Linked DNA regions of Mus musculus: regions 1 and 3 are each linked to region 2. Evidence: chromatin contacts called from public promoter capture Hi-C data. All regions are on one chromosome and are shown on one strand. Each heading gives the region's core, a stretch centred on a gene start, on an enhancer-like site or on the middle of the called end of the contact. The rest is flanking DNA. Distances are from core to core; before and after follow the strand shown. Region 1 holds the start of Tedc1 (tubulin epsilon and delta complex 1). Region 2 holds the start of Vipr2 (vasoactive intestinal peptide receptor 2). Region 3 holds the start of F930026P19Rik (RIKEN cDNA F930026P19 gene).

The links. Promoter capture Hi-C pulls out the DNA fragments that hold promoters and counts their contacts.
Region 1: a promoter capture Hi-C map of cranial neural crest shows a contact between it and region 2. The contact joins the promoter of Tedc1 here to the promoter of Vipr2 in region 2. A contact is called at or near these places in 7 of 39 promoter capture datasets (cranial neural crest, embryonic stem cells, frontonasal cranial neural crest and 4 more).
Region 3: a contact with region 2 is called in a promoter capture Hi-C map of pre-B cells, with 5 times the contacts expected there. The contact joins the promoter of F930026P19Rik here to the promoter of Vipr2 in region 2.

The regions. Positions count from the first base shown.
Region 1 is chr12:113,154,298-113,158,690 of GRCm38.p6, reverse strand. Tedc1 (tubulin epsilon and delta complex 1) reads right to left here and starts at 2,270. Exons shown (of 8, transcript NM_134041.3): 1 at 2,120-2,270; 2 at 1,938-2,016; 3 at 1,328-1,530; 4 at 964-1,113; 5 at 524-622. The coding sequence starts at 2,254.
Region 2 is chr12:116,075,458-116,079,718 of GRCm38.p6, reverse strand. It overlaps Vipr2 (vasoactive intestinal peptide receptor 2), which reads right to left and starts at 1,993. Exons shown (of 13, transcript NM_009511.2): 1 at 1,826-1,993. The coding sequence starts at 1,873. Gm46383 (a long non-coding RNA gene) reads left to right here and starts at 1,488. Exons shown (of 3, transcript XR_001780734.2): 1 at 1,488-1,684; 2 at 2,215-2,348; 3 at 3,870-4,261.
Region 3 is chr12:113,138,612-113,142,636 of GRCm38.p6, reverse strand. It overlaps F930026P19Rik (RIKEN cDNA F930026P19 gene), which reads left to right and starts at 2,497. Exons shown (of 4, transcript NR_165646.1): 1 at 2,497-2,579; 2 at 3,238-3,347; 3 at 3,753-3,900; 4 at 3,982-4,025. It overlaps Crip2 (cysteine rich protein 2), which reads right to left and starts at 2,401. Exons shown (of 7, transcript NM_024223.2): 1 at 2,023-2,401. The coding sequence starts at 2,065.

The DNA.
Region 1 (4,393 bases), core at 1,021-3,520, 2.9 Mb after region 2:
GTTGCTGGGAATTGAACTCAGGACCTCTGAAAGAGCAGCCAGCACTCTTTAACAGCTGAGCCATCTCTCCAGCCCGGCTCTCTTAAGATTCAAGTCTATCAGGAAGCTCAGGAGCCCACTGCCTAGAAAAGCCATGCTTGGAAAGAAGTAAATGGCTCCTGGGCAACGAAGGAGGATTAAGGCCTACAAACATCCAGGCCAGTACCCTGGCCTTCCTGTTAACCTCCCCACGCTGATTCCTGTGAGTCTAGCCCCAGGCTCTGAAGGACAGCCGGCCTGCTCACACTCAGGCTTTCCTACCTCCAGATACGTCAGGTAGAACTAGAGGTTCATCTCAGACCTGACAGCAGTGTTTTCCCATTCCAGTGGTCCCCTTCCGGAACCCCAACTGTGACACTAGCCACCCACAGTAACAAACGACAGTGATTGGCTGTCAAAGCCTAACACCAGCCGGGTATTTCCCCAACAGACCAAACACCCTGCCATGAGGCAGCGCCCACTGCAGCACCCTGCCAATCCTCACCTGCTGACCGCTCTCTGGATCTCTAAGCATCTCTGTTTCGGCAACAGAAAGATGGCCAAGGCTCTGTTGGCTGTGGCATCCCTGCGTGTACAGGTGGATCTGTAATAGGTAAAATAGCCAGGCTGGGGAGTAGCTCCCAGCAAGATCTTTCAGCCGAATATGGGCACCTTTAGAGACCACTTATAACCAGAAAGGACAGAGCTGGGCTCAGGATACCCCAGTAATACTGGGGGCAGAGGCTGCAGAAGGGCACCAGACAACTTCACCGAGGGCTTCCACACCTTGCTCACCAGGACACAGGTAAAGCACGGTCCGTCCCTGCTTGTAAAGGTCAGAGTTGGGATAAGCCCAGCAGTCCAGTGGTCCAATAGTGGTGACAGAGATGGACCCCAGGGAAAGGCAGCCTGGGCACAGGGTGAAGAGCCATGTGCCTGTATTACCTTGCTGAGGAGGATACACTGCTCCTGCTGACTAGAGATCAGGCATCGCCACCTAAACCGCAGCCTTCCCATCAGCCATTCCACTAGTCGGAGATCCACGGGGCTCTTTGGTTCCACAAAGGGTGCAGGAGGACCAGGACTGGTTGGGGCCTCACAGTAGAGAGGGAACAAGAGTCAGCCCTGCTATACATCCCATATCTCGAGGAAGGACCAGGACAGGGAAGCTGTACTACTGACGTACATCCTCAGCTTCAAAGCTGGATGAGAACCACACCAAGGGCAAATACCACATGAGCTGGAAGCCCGGAGAAATCCACGGGTTCTGGGCAAAGCAGGGCTCTGACACCCTCAATTACATACTCACCTCCCACTGGGGCAACTGGTCACCCAGCTGCACACGGGTCTGGGCAAGCAGCTGCTCAAGCAAGGGTCCTCGGGCGAGGAGCCAAGACAGGGCCAACAGCAGTTCCCGGCTTCCCTGAGAACTGCCGTCTGGAAATTGTAGCAGCACAGACCTGGGGTAGCCTTGGGAGCCCAGTGCTGATTTCACCACACAGGCTTGGGCCTCTGGAGTGGGAAATGATCAGATCAGGGGGTGCTAACCTGGAGATTTCACCTGGATCCCTCTGGGGACCTGAGAGCACCCCCTAAGCTTAGAACCTGCTAAGCGTGGACTAAGGAGGCGAGATCTGAGAGTCTATGAGGAGGCAAAGTGATAACCAACGGGCAGGATTTCTGTGAGTGGTTGGCCAGTCTCAGCGTTTCACTGGAGTGATAAAGCCACTACTACCCAGGTAAGCGTGGTAAAGGCTAGTGGGAACTTATACTAATGGAAGTGGGCGCAACAGCGAGAGGAGCAGGTGCCTGCAGGAAGGGAGGAAACAACAGAGGAGCTTTGATGGGGCGGGACTTGGTGGGTTAAGACAAAACTACAATAGCCTTGGGGAGCGGCTTTCTGAGAGGGCGGGGCTTACCTGGGGCAAGGTCGGTCCAGGTATTGTTTGCAGCAAGCGGTGAGAGCACGCGCAAGAGAAGCTGCCAGAGCACTGGAGCCTGAAGCAAACGAGGAGTTTGTAGTCAGCGGGTATCAGGTGTCACCTACATCAGCCCAGGCAACGCCTGCCCCGACCCCGACCGCCTACTCGAATAGCCTCACCGCCTCAGGTCGATCGAACTTGGCGCGGCGGAAGATTTCTGGGCTGGGCCCAGCAGGCAGGCACCGACTCAGCGCGGCGACAGCCTCAGGCAGGGCCCGGGCAGCCCCTTCCACCCGGCTCCGCCGCCGCCGCATACAGCCAGCACTAGACAGCCTCGGATTGCCCGCTCGGGACCCCGACCAATCACAGTTCCGGATGAGGCCCGCCTTCTCCCCTCAGGCCCAATGAACGATGACTCTGGCGTTTGAGTGCCTACCAGTCTATCCCGTAGGCAGGCACTTCCGGGGTCGGGGGCGGGGATTGGAGGTGCCAACTCCGTTGGAACTCACCAATCAGCACCTCGACTTATCAACCGCCTTAGCAACCCCGGGCTAGGGAAGCGCGAGGCTGGAGGGCGCGCATGCGCCCGAGGTGTTCCCTGGAGGAGCGGAGGAAGGAGCAATGTGGCTCCACCCAGCCACGAAGGGAGTGTCTCTGCGAAGCCGCCCTGGAAGGAACCCGCCGCCAGGGGTCGCCAGGCCTCCGCGAGAAGCAGCTGAGCCCTGCGAAGTGGGTGGGGAGTTCCGGGGGCCACGTCGCCAGAAGTCTCTTCGGAAAGCCATCCTCCCTCTCATGTACAGCCAGCCCCAGACTTCCTTGTCCCCATATTCATTCTTCCTCCAGCCACTAGAAGAGCAGTTTTTAAGGAAAATTCTCCACTTCATAAAAGGGTGCGGCCCTCTCTTTTAAGGTTGAACTTAGTTTTGCACTCAGCCCTTCAGGAGCAATCTTGGTAAGCTTTGAGAATCCCGCAAGGATTCACAGTAGCTACATGACAATGGCAGAATGAACCCAGAGTGCAACCTGATGCACGGGGAAAGACATGCAGTCGGCAACTATCCTCCGCAACCGGCATGAGCCTACTACGTGGCTACAACCTAGGTGAAGCCAGAGCAGCCTCTGTGGGAAGCCGGATGCGAAAGATCACATTATGTGCGCCAGTGCGTGTGGAGGAGGGCCGGACAAAGGCCGGACGCTGCCAACGGTGATCCAGAGACAAGCCTGTAGGCGACGAGTGGCAGGAAGAATTGCTGGGGCGAGACCTGAACGCTCGAGCGGACACAAACTAAGCTTTGTGCCCTCGATGTCGCCACCAAAAATAGTTGGAGCAGCGGACAGACAGTACTGCGTGTACTCTGCATCTCAAAGCTAGGAAAGAAGAGGCAGGTGGAGAGGGAGAGGGTGCGGTGCGGAAAAGGAAAGTGAGGTGAGAGGGAGGGGCAGAGCTGTCCCTTGGCACCTGCCAGTTTAACGGCGGTCTACAGGATGGCCACGCCCTCCGGAAGTGCGGAGACTGCGGGCTCACCTTTACCTTGACCCTCCCTGTGTTTTGCTGCAGACCTTCCTCTGCTCATCTGGATACCTTCAGCTATTCTGCCTCAGGGTCTCCTCCTTCCTGGCCCCTTGCCACACAGCAAATGGCCTCGCCCAGCTAGTTTCTACCTGCTCTTCCTGCCCTCGCTTCAGAGCCATGCTATACTGCACACCTTAAACACGAAGCGCCCTGAAAAGCACAAAGACTTGAGTTCTTGTCTACTGTGCCAAGGAACTCCTGATACACCCTTATGGAACTCTCTGCCGCTTAGGCTTCTTTGCAATACTATACACTTCCCTCACCTGACCTGCTCATTCCTACAGGCCTCTCAGGTTGCTGGAGGCCCAAGTCTACTCCAGTTGAGAGACGTGGATCTGGGCTCGAGGGGCTGGAAGTATGAGGAAGACAGGGGCCTTAAGGGTGGAAGACAACAGGGGAAAGTGAGTTTCTGCCCTTCACCCATACATCTCTTCCAGGTCCTCTGCAGGTCTGGTTGGACACCAAAGATACCCTCACCCCTCCTAGTAGGAAACTAATACCGAAGGTGGGCTTCTTCTACTCCATACTGTGGTCACCTCAAACACTATGGCCTCCACCTATTGAAATTCCAGAATCACCCAACAATACACACTACACTATACTACACTACACTGCAGACCACTTACTGGACTATCCAGCTTGTTCCTGCAGTGTAGGTGCCAAAGATGAACCCAGGCTAGACCAGGACACTGCTGAGACCTTTGTGACCTTGTTAAGTCCAAAGGGTTTTGAATGGCCAGTAGCATAGGGAAGGCAAAGCTGAGAGCTGCCTGGCTCTACAAGGGTTTCCAGAAAGCCCTTTCCACTGTCACCCTCAAATCCCATTAGAGCACTGGGTCACCCAGGGCACTCCTGTTCAGGGAAAAGGTGTCTGGGACCA
Region 2 (4,261 bases), core at 744-3,243:
CCATTTCATAGTCTATGGTTTGCTTAAGTAAAGCAAGTTAACTCTTAGTGGCTGTGGGTGTGCACAGACACTCTGTGTACCTGGGGATCCTCTCTGTGGTCACCCTAGAGTCAGAATAGGTTAAGTGAACTTTCATACGCTTCAGGGCACATTCAAAACTTAACCCTACTCGTACTGGTAACATTGTTATCATTGAGCAGCTTGGTGTGAAACACTTTTTTAAGAATGAGAGGGATTGGATGGAAGAGGCAGCGCTGAGAGAAACAGATCTGATCCAAGGAGCCATGGAAGGTTTCTGCAAAGCTTTCACGGAGTCCTTAGGCACTGAAGCTGAGCGCCAGCCAGAGAGTATAGAGAGCATCTGAGCTCGCAGTCCAGGAAGGCAGCATTTTCTGATCGCTGTTCTTATAAAGACCCAGTGTCCTTCCTCCCAGGCTGGGCTCCTTGTGGAGCACTCACTCTCATTACTTGTCTGTCTGTCTGTCTGCTTCAGTTTCTCCCTGTCTTAACAAAAATTTGCTTTTACAAGACAGTAATGCAAAGGAATCCTGCTCAGTTAGGTATGGCTATCTCTGTGTTTAGTTATCCTACTGTTGATCTAGGCCAGCTAGCATCCCAACGAGGAATACAATTTCCCAATAGAATCAAAGGACAAAACTCAATGTTGAATTTTTCTGCTACATTCACTTCATTTAAAATCACTTGAGGTACCTTGGATTTACCAGCTCATTGCTACACAACCACTAAAATGCAGAGATTCGGAGGTCAAGCAATAGCAACTCACTGATCTGAATTTCAGAACTGATGAGATGATAAATTAAGGTGCTAAAAGCCTGGTATTGCTGACATTCCTGGAACATGGGGAACGATGAAATGTTGGGATGTCTGAAAGGTTAAAGTGATTGGAGTCCCGAGGATTCTCGAGCATCCTTGGGAAGCTTCCCTCAGCTGCCCGTGGGGGCAGAGAAGATATGCTCCAGAAAACTGAAATTTCATCAACAATGACGGATGGATTTCCTTAAACATCCCCTCCCCTCTTGCTGCACACACTAAGCTTAGTTGGCTCCCTCAGCCGGAGGCCTAGATATGTGTGGAAACCTTAAGCTCCACAGGGATACAGTTCTCAGAGCAGAGAAGCAAATGCAAGAAATAAGGCTCAAGCCCTTCTTTTTCTTTCTTAAGAAAGGTTTTCAAATAAAGGGTAGAGTTCCGGAGAACTACATAAAACCAATGCAACCCATGTAACAAACTTCGGTTCAGGGGTTCTTTTGGCTCTCTTAAGAAGAAGAAGAAGAAGAAGAAGAAGAAGAAGAAGAAGAAGAAGAAGAAGAAGAAGAAGAAGAAATAAAAAAGAGAGTATTTCCAAAAGGAAACTTTCTTAGCCACAGCACTTTCCTTCTGTCACATACTAAACAAACACTCAGACCAGGAGATGGAAAGAGAAATATTTAACCACAGAGTAACAGCAGTTTCTATCGGAAGCAAAGTCAGAGCAGGTGGCCCGGGCAGCGGCCACTCTTCTCGCTGGGTGCTAGGGGTGTTCCCAACTCCAGGAGCACTGCCAGACCAGGACCCAGGTCGTCCCAGGGGCGGGGGTCGAGGAGAACTTCAACCCCACTTCTGGCGAACCCGCAACGGCGGTGGGAATAGGAAAATTCCCCTGAGTCCAGCAGCCCAGGGTTTGGTAAGGCTCAGTAGGAAGCATTCTGCTCTGGATTGTCTCCCCTGGCCCCACGCTCCGCCCGCTCGTGCTGGGACTCGGAGGTGAGCCCCGCGGTCCACTGCAGGATGCGCCTCTTCGGGAAGTGGGCGCGGGTTCACTCACCCGCACCAGCAACCAGCAGTAGCAGGTCAGCACCACCGACGCCCTCATCTTGGGCTCAGCGTGCTGCCTCGGTCCTTGGCGCCTCAGCAGCACGGTCCCCTGCTCCGGGCCTCCCAGCGCGGATTTCCTCAGTCTCGCGCCTATCGCCCTCTCCGCCTTCCAGGCTGCAAGTCCCGGCCCCGCCCCTCGGCCCAGTCCCCGCCTCGCGCCCCTTTCTCCTTTTTGCGGAGTCTCTCTCTGGCACTCCGGTCCACCAGATCTCTGTCCAAACGTCCCTCCTTCCACCCCTACTTCCCTCTGAAGTGCAAGACCCTGGGCCTCACCCCGACCCCCTCCTGGCCTGGGTACTTCCCTTGTCAGCCCTGCTCTCTCGCGCTCCTTCCTCCCAGGCTCCCTCTGCTAACCGAGCTGTACTGCCTCCCTCCTCTGCGACCCCACTGTGGGCTGCCGTGTTCAAGCCTTTGGAGAGCTGGTGGCTCAAGTAAGCAGATGCTCACCCACAGAGGGCATTGCCCAATTCCAGGTAAGGGAACTTGAGCGCTGAGGTAGCATCTGGCACCAACTCCCTGTGCAAATGCGAAGCCTGTGTGCAGCACAAGGAAAAAGTGCAGAAAGTGGCTGGACGACCATGGTTAGGTCTGCACTGGTGTGAGCAGAGAGAAAAGAGAAAGCTCTTGCATGGCTCCCCTTGAGAGCCTAAGGCCAAGTTGAACAGAAAGCAGAGACTTCATCAACGCAAAAGTGGGTCTGCTCATCGGCACCCCAAACCCTCAGGTGACACGTGTGTGGCTCATTGTACACTAGGCTTGTGGAGACACTGCCACTGTTCAGCTATGGTTTGGCTGTCTGTCGACAGACCAGTCTAGGGAAGAGCAGAAAGCTACCAGCAGACAATAGTACTCCATTAAGTAAAGCAGGCAAGTTTTAAACTTCTTATTCAGATATAATTTCAAGCCCAAAGTCAGAAGTCTGAAATAGTACAAAATGTATCCTTCACACTTTGGGGTGTCTATCTGCCCATTATTTTTCTCCCCACTGAGTTCATCATGTGCTCCATGACATCAGAGCCCCGTGTACCCTTGGACCTAGGTTTCTATCTGTTTTCTGTCACCCTTCCACTATCTGTGCATCTGCCTGTGTTTGTCCATCAGGGGATTTTATGGAGGAGAAGGTCTGGGCACTAGGTCTGCAGCTTGGGGCCAGGAAGCTTGGGCTCTGGCTTTGTCCACAACCCCTGTCCGCTGTTTCAGCCAGTGAACCTGATCCACCTGCACATTTGTAAATCACAACATCGACCCCTGCCATTGCTCCATCCCAGAGGGTTACAATTAGAATTAGGAGAGCTGATACACCTGAATTGTTGTGAGGGATGCATTCTAAAGTCACGTCCGGATGTTATTGGTCAAAACTGGGTGAGACGCCAGGGTTCCAACCACAGCAATGGCATATATGATGAGATGAAGTGATAGTCCTGACAAGGATGAGATACAGGCACGGGGAGACAAGAGGGACTTGTTTTCCTGGGGGTATCCTGGAGGAGCGAAGGTCCTAAAAAGACTGGTCATGTCTTTCAAGGTCTCTCCATTCTTCTGAATTGGGGTAAGGAGAGAGAGAGAGAGAGAGAGAGAGAGAGAGAGAGAGAGAGAGAGAGAGAGAGACTCTTGTGCCTATGGTGACTGCTTGGTTCTGATGGGACTTCACATTGTTCACAGCCTGGATATGAACCTGAGTTCAGCCTTGTGTTGTGCCCTCCAGCATCCTCCAGACCTGCTCTTAGCCCCGTTTCATCTCTACCTACTGATGTCTGGCCTTCCTATCCCTTCCCCACTGACATCCTCTTGGGCAGTTTCCTGGCACCTTCCACTTGAGTGGCTGCTCTGGTTTCCAGACTCTAGGGTTTCAGTCCTCACTATCACGGAGGCTTCTCATACCCAAAGCAGCAGCAGCAGCAGCAGCATTTGGGGCAGAGTTCTTCACAAGCCATTTTAGCTAACCCTCTGTTCTCTTAGGATGTGGTCACAGAGTCCCTTTGCTTTTTTGCCAGTGAAGTTTTGGGTCAGCAATGACGGCCAAACAGCTAGCACCTTCCACATGGAGTGGGTCCAGTGATGAAGCTTATCAGAGACATTAGAAGCCTGTATGAGCACATAAGAAGAGGATCCTCAGGAGCTGACAAGACAATACCCAGTAACATCCGCTGACTCCCCCTCAGAAGTGCTGCTGCCTTCGTATCTACAAGAGCCTGGTGTTCAACATAAAATCTTCAACAACAACAAAGAATGAAAGCGATTGTTTCATCTCTGTTTGTCTTACTTTTACAAAACGACAGTTCTTTCCCAGCACTTCCTTCTGACACCGCCCTGTAATAAGGGGAGCAATTTCAGGGGAGTACATAAACTGAATCTATTTGCTGTGCCTGGAGGGGGTGGTTATGAG
Region 3 (4,025 bases), core at 1,248-3,747, 2.9 Mb after region 2:
CTCAAGAGCGGCCCACTGGTCCCTCTGGGGCCATGCCTCCTCTGGACAACCTTGGCAAACGCCAGGGAGCACAGCCTACTGTGAGAGACCCCTCCCCCTGCTGGGAAGTGCTGCCGCTGGGCAGCAAGCCTGGATCCTCCATGTGGCTAAGTCTGGCTCTCCGCAGCCCTAACTTGCTGGACACGGGCAGGTGTTCCCCAGGAACCCCCCACCCGACCCTTGTCCTGGGACAGTACTGTTTAGTTTCCTTTCCTAAGACACAGGTGAGCCAGAACAGGCAGGAGCTACCTGGATGGCAAGCAGGCTTGGCTCCCATGCCTGGCATTCTTTCTTGGGACAGTGATAAGATTGTTGGGATGGTCATCAGTGGCTGTGGCAGCTGCAGCTCAAGGCTGCCAAAACCACTATGTTCTGGCCAGCTCTGGGATGTGGGCCATGTATGGGGCAGGGAGCTGACCCTCAGACCCACTGGTTGGGTCGATGGCCCCATTACAGACCCAAATTGGGAATACAGCATTGATTAGGTCTAATAGCTTGGAAGGGAATGGTCTCCCTACTTGGCCATGTGTTCTGGAAGAAAAATCGGACTCACAGCACCCTGGGGTCCCTTGGACCTAGCGTTTACTCAGAAGTGGACTGCCAGGGCACAGCCTAGCTGGGCAGAGAGGGCATTATTCTGGACCCCCATCGCCTTCCCACAGAACAGAAGCCAGCCGACTCTGAGGAGCCTTTGTTTTCTGCTGAGAGCCAGAGGCGCCCAAGCAGGCAGAGTGCTTTTTCCGGGTGCCCTGTTGGCCAAGGCCCCAGAGAGTCCAGAGCTGGCCTGGTCTGGAGCAAAGTCATACAGAGAGGCCCTGAAGACCGTCTTCACTCGGGGGCTTGTTAAACATCTCTCTGTAGGAAAAGGGCTGAAATCAGGCAATCTGTCCCCTCCAGGAGGCAACAGGAAACCCCTGGCTCCAGGCCACCCAGAGCAACTCCAAGCCAAATCCGGTCCCTCCACTCTGGGAACAAACAAAAGTGGCCTCTCCTCTCCTCCCGTCATCTGAAGTTCACTGACCTGGACACTGCTGTTTGGGGAAGAGCATAAGAGTCCCTGTCCTTTCATGTCCCTGTCTTCCTCTATTCTGGCCCTGAGTCTATTTTTCAGTGGCAGCTATACTGCTACTCTGGCAAAGTTGCTCAGCTAGGAACACAGCCCCAGGAGGTTAGCAGATCAGGAACCAGGGGATGCTTGATAAAGGTGATTGCCTTCAGGGGCTACCTTAGCAGGAACCAATTCCTGCATACCATAGCTTCCTTCCCAGATGGCCTTGACCTCCAAGAGGCCAGGGTCCTAGTCACCCAGTGCACTCTCAAGCTCATGGAGAAATACGTGTCACCATGCCCCACCCCGGGTGAAACTGCAGAGGCAAATGGCCAAGAAAAGGAGCAAGCTGGGGCATGTAAGAGGCAGAAGCCAAGGTCGCCCCCGCTTGGACTGAATCCGAAATCCCAGACCTGGCCCAACGGCCTGGGCAGAGGTCGAAGTGAGCACTGGGGTCACTCACTACTATGGGTCACACTAGTGGGCCCATGTGCAGGCTGGGAAGCAGCCATAAGGTGAAGAGATGCCGGAAACCAGGGGATCTCAACGGACCAGTCTCGGGCGTCGGACCTCATTGGATCCCGCCCCGAAGAGCGTCCCTGAAGAAGGGCGATAAGCTGAACATGCGGGTGGCCAGGAGGGCGCTCCTGGCCCCGGCCGACCAGGACTTTGCGTACCTAGACCAGTGCCTACCGAGCGCTTCGGAACCCACCCGACGCCACCCGCTTCTCCAGAATCCCAGATGGTATCCCTCGCCCCGCGTAGCACTACCTTCGAGCCTCGGGCCGCACCCGCGAAAACAGCGTGGCGAGCTTAGCTACCGATCGGATCGCGCATCCCAAGACGGTGGCTGCGCACCCCATCCGTGTACATTCCGGGGTGTGGCTCTCAGCCAGGAGCCTGGAGGCGAAGGCGGACGGCGGGTGGATACTCACCGAAGTATACGGTCTTGTCACACTTGGGACACTTGGAGGCCATGGTCGGTGCGCTCGGTCGGTCCGCGCCCTCCACCCGCGCTCGTCTCTGTGCCGCCGCCCGCGCCTGCCCCGCCCGCCCCCGGACGTCGATTGGCTCCGAGACCTGGGCGGGGCCTCTGGAGCCCGCCCCCTAGACGCCAGCAGCTGGGCGCGCTGCAGGCGGGGCGCACCTGCCAGGGTCGGAAGGGCCCGGCCTAGCGCCCCCTACCCCGGAGTGAGGTGGCGTCCACAGGGATCGCCCGAGGATTCCATGGCCACATAGTGATCTCTAGCTGTAGAACGGACTTGGGATCCCCAGCTTTAGGTCTCGAGGTCCGGGCCTGCTCGTGGTAGAAGGGGGCACGAGAAGCCCGCGGGACGCGCCCCCGCCCCTCGCGCCTCCCGGCGCCGCCTCCCTTTGTTGCCTCGTTTCTATAGCAACGGTCTCGCAGCACAGAAGCACGAAGCATCGGATTCCGGGCGGGGCGCCGCGGTCCTGTCTGTGGTGCTGAAGGAGGGGCGGGCGAGGCTCACTTGTAAGCGCCACCACTTCCAAAAACAGCTTAAGAAACCACTGGGATGAGTGGGGGCGGGGTGGCGTCAGCCAGAGCAGGCTCTGACGGGGCCGCAGGTGCACTTGCCTCTAAGGCACTTTTATCCTTGGAGGAATGGGGTACCTGCGAATTTCCTCCGCGGCAAGTGTTGTGGGCTAATACCCCCTTCTGTGAGGTTGCTGCTGCTCTTCCTCAGACTAAGAGTCTCTGACTCCCACAATGCTGGCCCCAAAGCATTCTGTAGAGCAGCAGAGCCAGAAATCCTGCTTGTCCTCAGAATAGTCCCCTTCCAGTTTCCTTCCCACTAAGGGCTTGCTTGCCGTCCCACCCTCCTTACTTTCTGACTCCCATGGACCTACAGGCCTCTCTCTGAGCCTCTTGACCCAACCTGAGCCTTGGGCCTGGGGAACAAACACTCTACAAGTCTCAAACCCTGATGACCCTGCCCAGTATGGACAGCTGACTCCAGAGAAACCCCTCCCACACTTTCCTCACTGCCGTGCTGGAGACCCACATTTCATTTCTGTGTCCAGCCCATGGACTGGGAGCCAAGTGGTCCCAGGTACCAGGCATGTTGGTAATCCCTGGCCTACTCTTATAGCTCCATGTGGTGGCCTTCCTTTGTACACATATCCTGCAGTAACTGCCATTTCCATGGTGACAACAGCCCAGAAACGTGCCACCCCCTCCAAGCCTGACTGACCAGCCAGACCAGCTCCCCCTGGCACCTGTGGACACATGCCAGCCAAGGTGAGAGGCAGGCAAGGAAGCCTTCCTGGACAGACCCTTCGCTCACAGCCAGGTTCCTGTTCAGGCTGAATGTATAGGTGTCCTGACTTCCAACCCAAGCATCCATTACTGCGCCCCCTCCAGCTTCCCATTTAGGAGTCCTGTGGACCTCTAGGTACCAGCCTGCTTGACCACTCCACCGCTAATATCTGCCGTGAAAGACAGGGCTGACTGGGCTAAGCACAGCTAGTCTTCTAAAAAGGCCTCAAGGGTGCCCGGCCACAATGAGAGTGGATAGGAGTAGGCCCCCTCCCGGGGCAATCCTGGCTGGATGCCCAGGGCGAGAAGGGGATGGAGAGGGCCGGGTAAGAGTTCCTAATTGCTGCTTCTGTCCTACCTCCTCTGCTGGGTCCCTGGATGATGAAGGAGGGCTATGGGGCTGTTGTGAGCCTGGCAGGAAGGCACACGGGCCAATGACAAACAGTAACCTTGACCTCCACACCTGAGGCTGTAACAGGATCGCATGGGCAGGCACAGAAAGGCACCTCTGGACACACACCAGCCAAGGGAAGAGGTAGGTAGAGGCTTCCACAGTGCCTTTTGGGACAGGGTCCCTCCTTTCTCAGCTAGGATGGACTCATTTGTGTCCTGGTAGATGGTGTGGTGTGGAGCAGGTCAGCAGCTCTCTTCTCTAGGGCC